Regions from separate parts of the Zea mays genome. Here region 2 is linked to region 1. Evidence: chromatin contacts called from public Hi-C data. All regions are on one chromosome and are shown on one strand. Each heading gives the region's core, a stretch centred on a gene start, on an enhancer-like site or on the middle of the called end of the contact. The rest is flanking DNA. Distances are from core to core; before and after follow the strand shown.

Region 1 (3,990 bases), core at 976-3,475:
GTACCTACTATAGTGTCTCGTCCGGTGCATAGTGGACCTCTATCAGACTGCCTATTCAGTGTTTGTTTTGAACACAATGTCAGGTGGCATCGGACCGGTTCGGTGCACCATCGGACCCTACCACTGACAGCCGGACCGTCAAACTCTGAAGTCAGTTGTTAGACTCTTATAGGTCTGGTGCTCATCGGACCTCGGACAGGTGCGCTAGCTGCTTTGAGTTGATTTACGTCGTCTCTGCGCAATCAGTCCGATGCGTGGTCTATTGGCACACCGGACAGGTCCGGTGCGCCAGGTATCAGATGTCCGAACAACATAATCTCTATGCACTCGGGATGTGGCTCATTTGTTGCACACTAGACTAGTGTGGTGCCCCAACATTTAGTTTCAACGTATATAGCTCTTCAATCTTAAGTTCTTTTTGGGTTATTCTTTTTTGTCTCGATTTGGCTGTCTTCTTGAGTACCTCCATGACTTAGACAAACATATCAAGAGTCCATTCAACAATTCTAAGCCATAGGTTCTCATCTTTTTCCAACACTTCAACTTATATTTCTCATTTTGTCTCAAACTTAGCTCTAGAACACCGCTTATATATATATATATATATATATATATATATATATATATATATATATATATATATATATATATATATATATATATATATAAATGGCTTAGAGACTCCTTCCCTTTCAGTCTCGAATAAGTTTCTCATCGACTACCAGTTCAAAGACCGACGTTGAGGGCGACGACCATGAGGTTGTCTCTATTGTTCTCTTTTTTACTTGATTTCAGAAAAGGTGGCTATGTTACCATGAAAGATTTGCTCGAAGTGTTGTGCTCTTTGTTGTGGCCAACTAACAGTGTATATTCTTATGTGTGGCATGTATAAAGTTTGATCAAATTACAATCAAATTAACTATCATAGATATAAACTATAATATCTAGACTTAAAGTCCTAGTTGGTCATAAGGCCTTTTGTTTGTAACAAGATACACTTGAAGCAGGTGCAATTATAGATGGTCATTTGGCACTAACACGATGGGCCAGCTCAGACACGATACGAAAAAGCCACGATGGGCCAGCTCAGACACGATACGAAAAAGCACGGCCCATTTGGTATGCGCTATATATTTTCTAGTTTTTGTACATTAATTCCGTGTCTAATATATAGTTAACTAAAACGTACTAATTATTTTAGTGACTGATATAACGACTACTTCGCCGGGCAGGGACGAGAGCTTGAGAAAATGGTCCGACTTACACGCAAACCATATTTCTGTTCATGAACTATATATATATATATATATATATATATATATATATATATATATATATATATATATATATATATATATATATATATATATATAGACACACACGCATACATACATTTCCATATGATGTAACGTGCAGGTCGGTTTAATTGGGAGGAAAAAATCGTTCGCGGCGAGGATGATGGGCCCGTTTGCCTGCCGGGCGTGACATGATGATGAATGTGTTTGGTGGCCTGTAATTATGTCAGCGTGGATGGGACGGGAGAGAAGGCGACACATGAGGCTGTGTGCAGCGCATGCGACCAGCCCCTCCCTCCCTCTCCTAACACTGTATACGTTTCACATAGTGTAACGAGAGGGGTGCAGCGGCCACCCCTAAAGCCTCAACAGTGTTAGCACTGAGAATAGTGCTTCGCTAGATGTGGAGGGCGGTGGCGATGCCTCCAAACACTATACTTGTACTGTTTAATTAAATGTTCGTTAAAGAAAAATTGATAATAGATAAAAGTAGGTGTAGTAAATGTTATTTTATGGTTATAGTGGGGTATAGAAGAAGTATTTAAGAGAACCGCTACGGGAGATGAAAAAGCAAGGGATAAAATATTAATGATATAATTCAACAAAGTGATATAGGAATAGAAATTTAGGGAAAACCGATGCGGGTGGAGACGATCGAGGCACGGTCTACCTTGCGCTGGTTTGTTTTAGCTTGTTTTTTTCCTCGACGAGCTTTTCTTTTCTGAAAATCTAACTGTGGTAAAAATTTAAAGTACCTTAGGATTACACATAGAGAAAGATAAATGGTGTCTATAGAGTTTATGATATAGAAAATAATAAATTCCTACTATCACGACGAATTGATCGATTATGCATTTACGTTAATTTTGAACAGTTTTCATCAAAGACGACGACTCGGGGCAATAGATTTATATGTCATTAGGGTGAGTGGGGATGCACATGCCACGTGCTATCCAGCCGCTGTCATTTGGCGCGGTCTCCGGATCCGTGTCTGGTTATACTCTAAAGCAGCAGCAGCTTGGATGTTCGTCGACGTCCTTGCGCAGCTATGGAGCGATTGGGGGCTCCGGTTCTCTGTAATTTCCAGCTTGGTGACAATCGTCGTCCTCAGCCTCTTGTCCTGGACACGCCGGCGCTCGACGTCCGGCCGCTGGCGGTCGATCCTGCTGTGGTTCGTGACGCGCGTTGTCTGGTTGGCATACCAGGGCGCCGAGATAGCCGCGACGGGCGCCCTCGGAAGCCTGTCCCTCTCCGGCTCCGATGGGTCAGCGGAGGAGCAGCAGGTGATAGCGTTCTGGGCGCCGTTCCTGCTGCTGCACCTGGGCGGCCCGGACACCATGGCCGCCTACGCGCTGGAGGACAGCGCCTTGTCCGTGCGCAAGTTCCTCGAGATGGTCTTCCAGGTCGGGGGCGCCTTCTACGCTCAGTACAAGTACATATATCGCGCGCGCACCTGGACGCCGCTGGCGACGGCGTCGGCCATCATGTTGCCCATAGGCATTGTCAGGTATGTGGAGAAGTGGTACGCGCTATGGAAATCCAAAAGCATGATGGAGGAGGAGGAGGGGGAGGAGGAAGAGGAGGAGAAGAAGAAGGTCGCGGGCGCGGGACCGGGACCGGGACGATTCACATCCGCAACAAGCAGCAACGACGCGCTGTGCCTTGCTCAGGATCTGTTCCATGTCTGCCGTCGTGCCTTGTCCGATTCTTCGGTGCTCCCGGGCACGGAGAAGCAGCGTGCCAGCGAGGAGATCTTCCTGCTGGGATGGGAGCGCATGTGCAAGGTGGTGGAGATGGAGCTCTCGCTCATGTACGAGGCCCTGTACACCAAGGCCATCGTGCTGCACACCTGCCCGGTTGCAGGCTACCTCAACCGTCTAGTGTCGCCCCTCGCCACCGCTGCCGCAGTGTTGCTCTTCAACCAGTATATCGGCAGCCGCAGCCGCCGGGCCATCATCATCAGGAGATCTTTCGTCGACATCACCTACCTCTTGCTGGTTGTTGCCTTCGCCATGGACCTGATGTGGCTGCTCAGAGCCCTTGGTTCTACCTGGACGTACGCCGCCCTCAGAGAGGCGCGGCCATGGGCATGGTGGCTTCGCCACCACTTGCTGTGCAGCGGGAGATGGCGCCGGATCCACCGCGCCGTCGACGCCCTGCATCCGTTGTCGTGGTTATTCGGCAGCGATCCAGTTAGCTACTACAGGACGTGGTCGGGCACCATCGGGAGGTACAACCTGCTGCAGGCGTGCAGCGTTGCTGCTGCTCACCGTGGTGCCCGCCGTCCATGGTGGACGCGGTTCGGGAGCTGGCTGGAAAAAAAATTGGAGCTGGAGGAGACAGAGTATCTGCGTGAGCTTCCTCAGGACGTCAAGGAATCGCTGATCCAGCGAGTGCAGCGAATACTGGTGTCGACCAAAAATAATAATGCTGATAAGAAGACGGATGAGAATGGAATTGGATGCCGCTACACCCTGGTAGACATCAGGACACTCTGGGGTCAGCAGGCCCTGGAGGACGCCAAGACGAACCTGTTCGGTCGCGGCCGTAAAAATGGTAGGAAAACAAGTAACAAGAAACCGAAATTGCCCAGCTTCGGCCGTGAATTCGAGGAGGACGTCCTCATGTGGCATATGGCCACCTGCATTCTCTTCTCGTCATCAAGCGGCAAGGAGAGCATAGTCAGCATACCAGG
Region 2 (3,990 bases), core at 810-3,309, 370 kb before region 1:
GTCACACCCGGGTTTCGGGGCACCAAGACCCGGGCGCGAACATAATCACCAGGTGTGCTGGGACCAAGTCTCACATATGATGAATCATGGCACAGGATCGAATGTCACATCTTTATTATATAACAGGAGTTTTGTACAAAATAAATAAATAATTACATTATAAGGAGACAACGGTCCAGCAACCCAAAGTTGACTGGGAGACGACGGCCTAGACCTCTCATGAACCCGTCATAGCATCCTCCATGCGCCTCATCCTGCGGTACCTGTTATTGACCTGTGGGGGGTGTGAGACAACAAGAGTGAGCTCACATACGTTCATAGCTCAACAAGTTGTGGAGAATAATGTGCATGAACTCGCCAAAGGTGGGAGCTCACGTGAAGTGTAAGGCTTACCAAAGAGGATGGTTGAAGCTGAGCATTGCTTTTAAAGTTGGTCAAAATTTTATTAGCAATTACTAAGTATAAGTAAATACCAACCCAATTAAATAGTAGAATAAAAGTAACAACCTCACCTGCGATGCAATGCATATGATAAATTGAATTTAGTTTCATAATTTAATCATGTGAGTGTCCGAGCTGCTCATGACCGTGAGCACGGCTAGTATACCAGTTTTACACTCTGCAGAGGTTGCGCATCTTTACCCACAAGTCATGTTACCCATCTGCCAAGAGATGGCCAATCCCATACACCTCTACCGAGGAGGCGAGGCATGGAAACACTACGAGGCCTTTACAAAGTTCCACTAGCTTCAGAAAACCCACTACAGTTTATAGGAAGCTCCAATGCAGGAATCCCTCGTCTGACCGCCATCGCAGCAAAATCAACCCGAGGACCTCCCTACACTGACCACTCCCCTACTGCCCTTGCCCCTTTCGGGTAAGATAGTCCTCCACTAGCTTTCCTAGTTAGTCAGCCAAGGGCGTCCCATTAAACCCTTGTGGTAGCACTGTTTTCCCAGGTGGTTCTCCATGTTCCAATTAACATAATGATCTTATCATGAACAGTAAATAACAAACTGATAATAACAGTGTAATCATGAATAATATATATCCTCATACCCAAAACCACGTAAAGCAATAGCAGGTACTACCCAAAAATTCAGTGGTAAACAAGGTATAAAGATAGTCAAACTAGGGTAACCTATTGGGTCCCATCAAAATTAACTTATGTTGATCATTATGATTAATCAGAACATGACTGGGTAAAAAGAAGTGATCAAGGGCACAACTTGCCTGGGACTTGAGATTACAGGTACCAACTTGCTCTTCAGATGACTCGTAACCTCGCTGCTAGTCGTAGCAATACAGACAAACATGGTATAGGCAAAATTAACATTACACCAAACATAAGAACAAACTGTATAATAATAATCTACGCGTTGCTACGAGATCGTGGGTTTGCAAACCACTAAAATCAGAGTTACGGTTAAAGAGATATGGTTTTCCAAAGATTTAGACGATTAAATAATAAAACCATGTTCTATGTTGACTATAATTCATGTGATAAAGATATTACAATTGAGACCTTATTATAGATTAGTTAGACATCATATTTTGGTTAAATCATAGCCATATACTAGATTAGACTATGGTCTTCACTATAATTAGAAAAGTTAACCAGGTGGCTTATTATTTTTTGAAAACATGCCTCATGATAAAATGATGTTTACACAACTGTAGATTATAATAACACGAATCTAACGCAACTGGAATAGGTTAAATCGGGATAAAAATGAATTAATTAAGAGTAAAACGAGGTTCTAGGATTATTTATATATTAAAAATCATTTTAGAATTAATTTTATCTTTAAACACCAATTCCTGGCTGCGCCTGCTATTCCATAGAAGTCCAGGGTGCTCTGTGAAATTATTAGGACCCAAACGTTTTAATCTTTACACAGCTCGGGACGACGGGTTTATTTTGAAGTTACCAAGGGGCTCTTTAGCTAAAAGTCACGGTGAAGGGGTATTTTGAAGTCACGGCCGCACGATCAGATCTGGGCGATCCAGATTAGATTGGGTATCCCTGAACCGGTATCCAATGGTAGCCATCGGATCAAGATCCGACGCCCAGCGTTTTAAATAACCCTAGGCTCATTTTGACCATCCATCACCCGATTACCGGCTCAGATTACACGAACGAGGGGATGCGCTTCTGGTTAAATCGTGACCGCCCAACGAGCAATCAACGGTTCACAGACGTCTTCTTTCCCCCGACCAAAAGCACGGCGCCCAGGGATCCACGGTGGCGCCACCACGCCCGACGGAGCACCACCGCACAGACGCGCAGGTACATGAACCTGGCTTCGACCAGAGCTACGCATGGAGGAAGGAGAAGGCGAGCCTTTGGGAAGGGTCTTGCCGGCGACTGTGGAGCAGGGTCAGCTGTTCACGGCACGCAGCAACCTGGCGGGGACGGACAAGCTCCGACGAGCAATTATTGAAGCCTCAGTGCATCACTTCGACAGATACGGCCATGACCCCATTCCAAGGGACGTTATGAAGCTCCAGCAGACCTGCGTTCGCCTCAATCGCCAATGTAGAAGAGTGCCCTCGGCAACGCGCGAGTCCGCGGCCATGGCGAGATCCGTCTGTGGCACACACAACTCACTTCTCCGCTGAGGCGCTTGGGTTTTGGGTCCGTTGCTGGCACCGGCTAGGGGAGGGGCGAGGGCTTCGTACCTGGATGACGGCTGCAGTCACGTCCTCTCTCTCTACGCTGGATCAACCAGGCTCCGCATGGAGATGCACAGATGGTTGCGCACGGGTGTTTTGGTTCAAGGTGCTTCAGGTTGCATTATATACTGCTAGAGAAGACAACCGATCCCAACAACCTGTGATAGAATTTAGGATAAAATTATGCTTTTCTATTGGAGTTTGTTGCACGCTTGATTCGTATCCTAGTCAAGGAAGAGGGTAATCTTCCAGGCGAGGTCCACACAACAGCGACACGGAGACACATCGTGAGAAGGAACTGGTGATAAAACAAACACCGGTCAGTGGGGATCCTGTGGCGCGTCGAGAGGGATTAATTTAATGGATGACATTAGATCTCGCATTAGCATGACGTTGTATGCGGCTAGAAATTATAAAATAATAGAAGAGACGTGGGCTTCAATAGAATTGTAGGAAGTGTGGGCTAGTTTTGTTTTTTTTCCTATTTTTATTTAATCCTTTCCTGTTGTCATTTGTTTTCTCTTTCCTTATCTTTTTTCCAGTTTCCAAATTAATTCCAATTCACGTTTGGTTTTTAAGTTTCAAACTCCATTTTAAATGCACAATCAAAAAAATCTCGTCATGGATGTAAAGTTAGTTGCATACGCTTATACTAATTATTTTATCCAATGATGAAAGTACGAAGTGCACACACAAAAGAATTTAGTATCTTTAAGAAGAAGAAAAAAATACTATTTCGAATGTATAGTCTAATTAAAAACTAAATCAAAAGTTTAATGTATTATACTTATTTATTCTAGGAAAAATATACTGAAAAAGTGTGTATCATTTATTTATTTTGGTCAAAATAAGTCATTTCGAAAGTGAAATCTTGATTAGAAGGTTTGTTAGTTTAAATCTTTAGAGAACTTATCCTAAATCTATAATTCAACCAAAGGGTAATTTAATTCCTATGATGATCTTTTTATTCAATCCCTTATGTAGAGAACTCATTTATTTTGGGATATGTAACTTTAAAAGTGAGGGTTTTCTTATTAATAGATATCTTAATTATTAATCTTTTGAAGCATCATTTATAAATCCTAAAGTAAGATTTTGGGTGTTACAGGAGCCAGGTTTGAGGAGTGTCTAGGGCGGACGGTTGCCGTGGGCTCCTCGTTGAGGGCGATATGGGCGGGCGGGTGGTTTTCTTTTCGTGGGAGAGACAACGCGCTGGGGCTCTTCATGCACCTGACGCGCGGGCCCAAGGAAGGAACGTGGGCGTGGCTGCGCTAGCATGAGAGCGAGCGAGTGAGGGCTAGGGCGCGGCGTGAG

What was found. Hi-C and Micro-C count contacts between places; a contact is called where the count stands out from the background.
Region 2: a contact with region 1 is called in a Hi-C map of tassel, with 3 times the contacts expected there. The contact joins the enhancer-like site here to the promoter of LOC103641852 in region 1. A contact is called at or near these places in 2 of 25 Hi-C or Micro-C datasets (ear and tassel).

The regions. Positions count from the first base shown.
Region 1 is chr10:133,666,363-133,670,352 of Zm-B73-REFERENCE-NAM-5.0, reverse strand. It overlaps LOC103641852, which reads left to right and starts at 2,225. Exons shown (of 2, transcript XM_020545912.3): 1 at 2,225-3,990. The coding sequence starts at 2,318.
Region 2 is chr10:134,037,105-134,041,094 of Zm-B73-REFERENCE-NAM-5.0, reverse strand. No RefSeq gene overlaps it. Among protein-coding and RNA genes, the nearest start is that of LOC100216989, 130 kb to the left of the region's middle. Within about 2 kb of position 2,059, at least 18 of the 20 cell types and tissues checked have an H3K27ac peak or open chromatin away from gene starts, as enhancers often do. A contact at or near this core is called in ear and tassel, where this site is marked.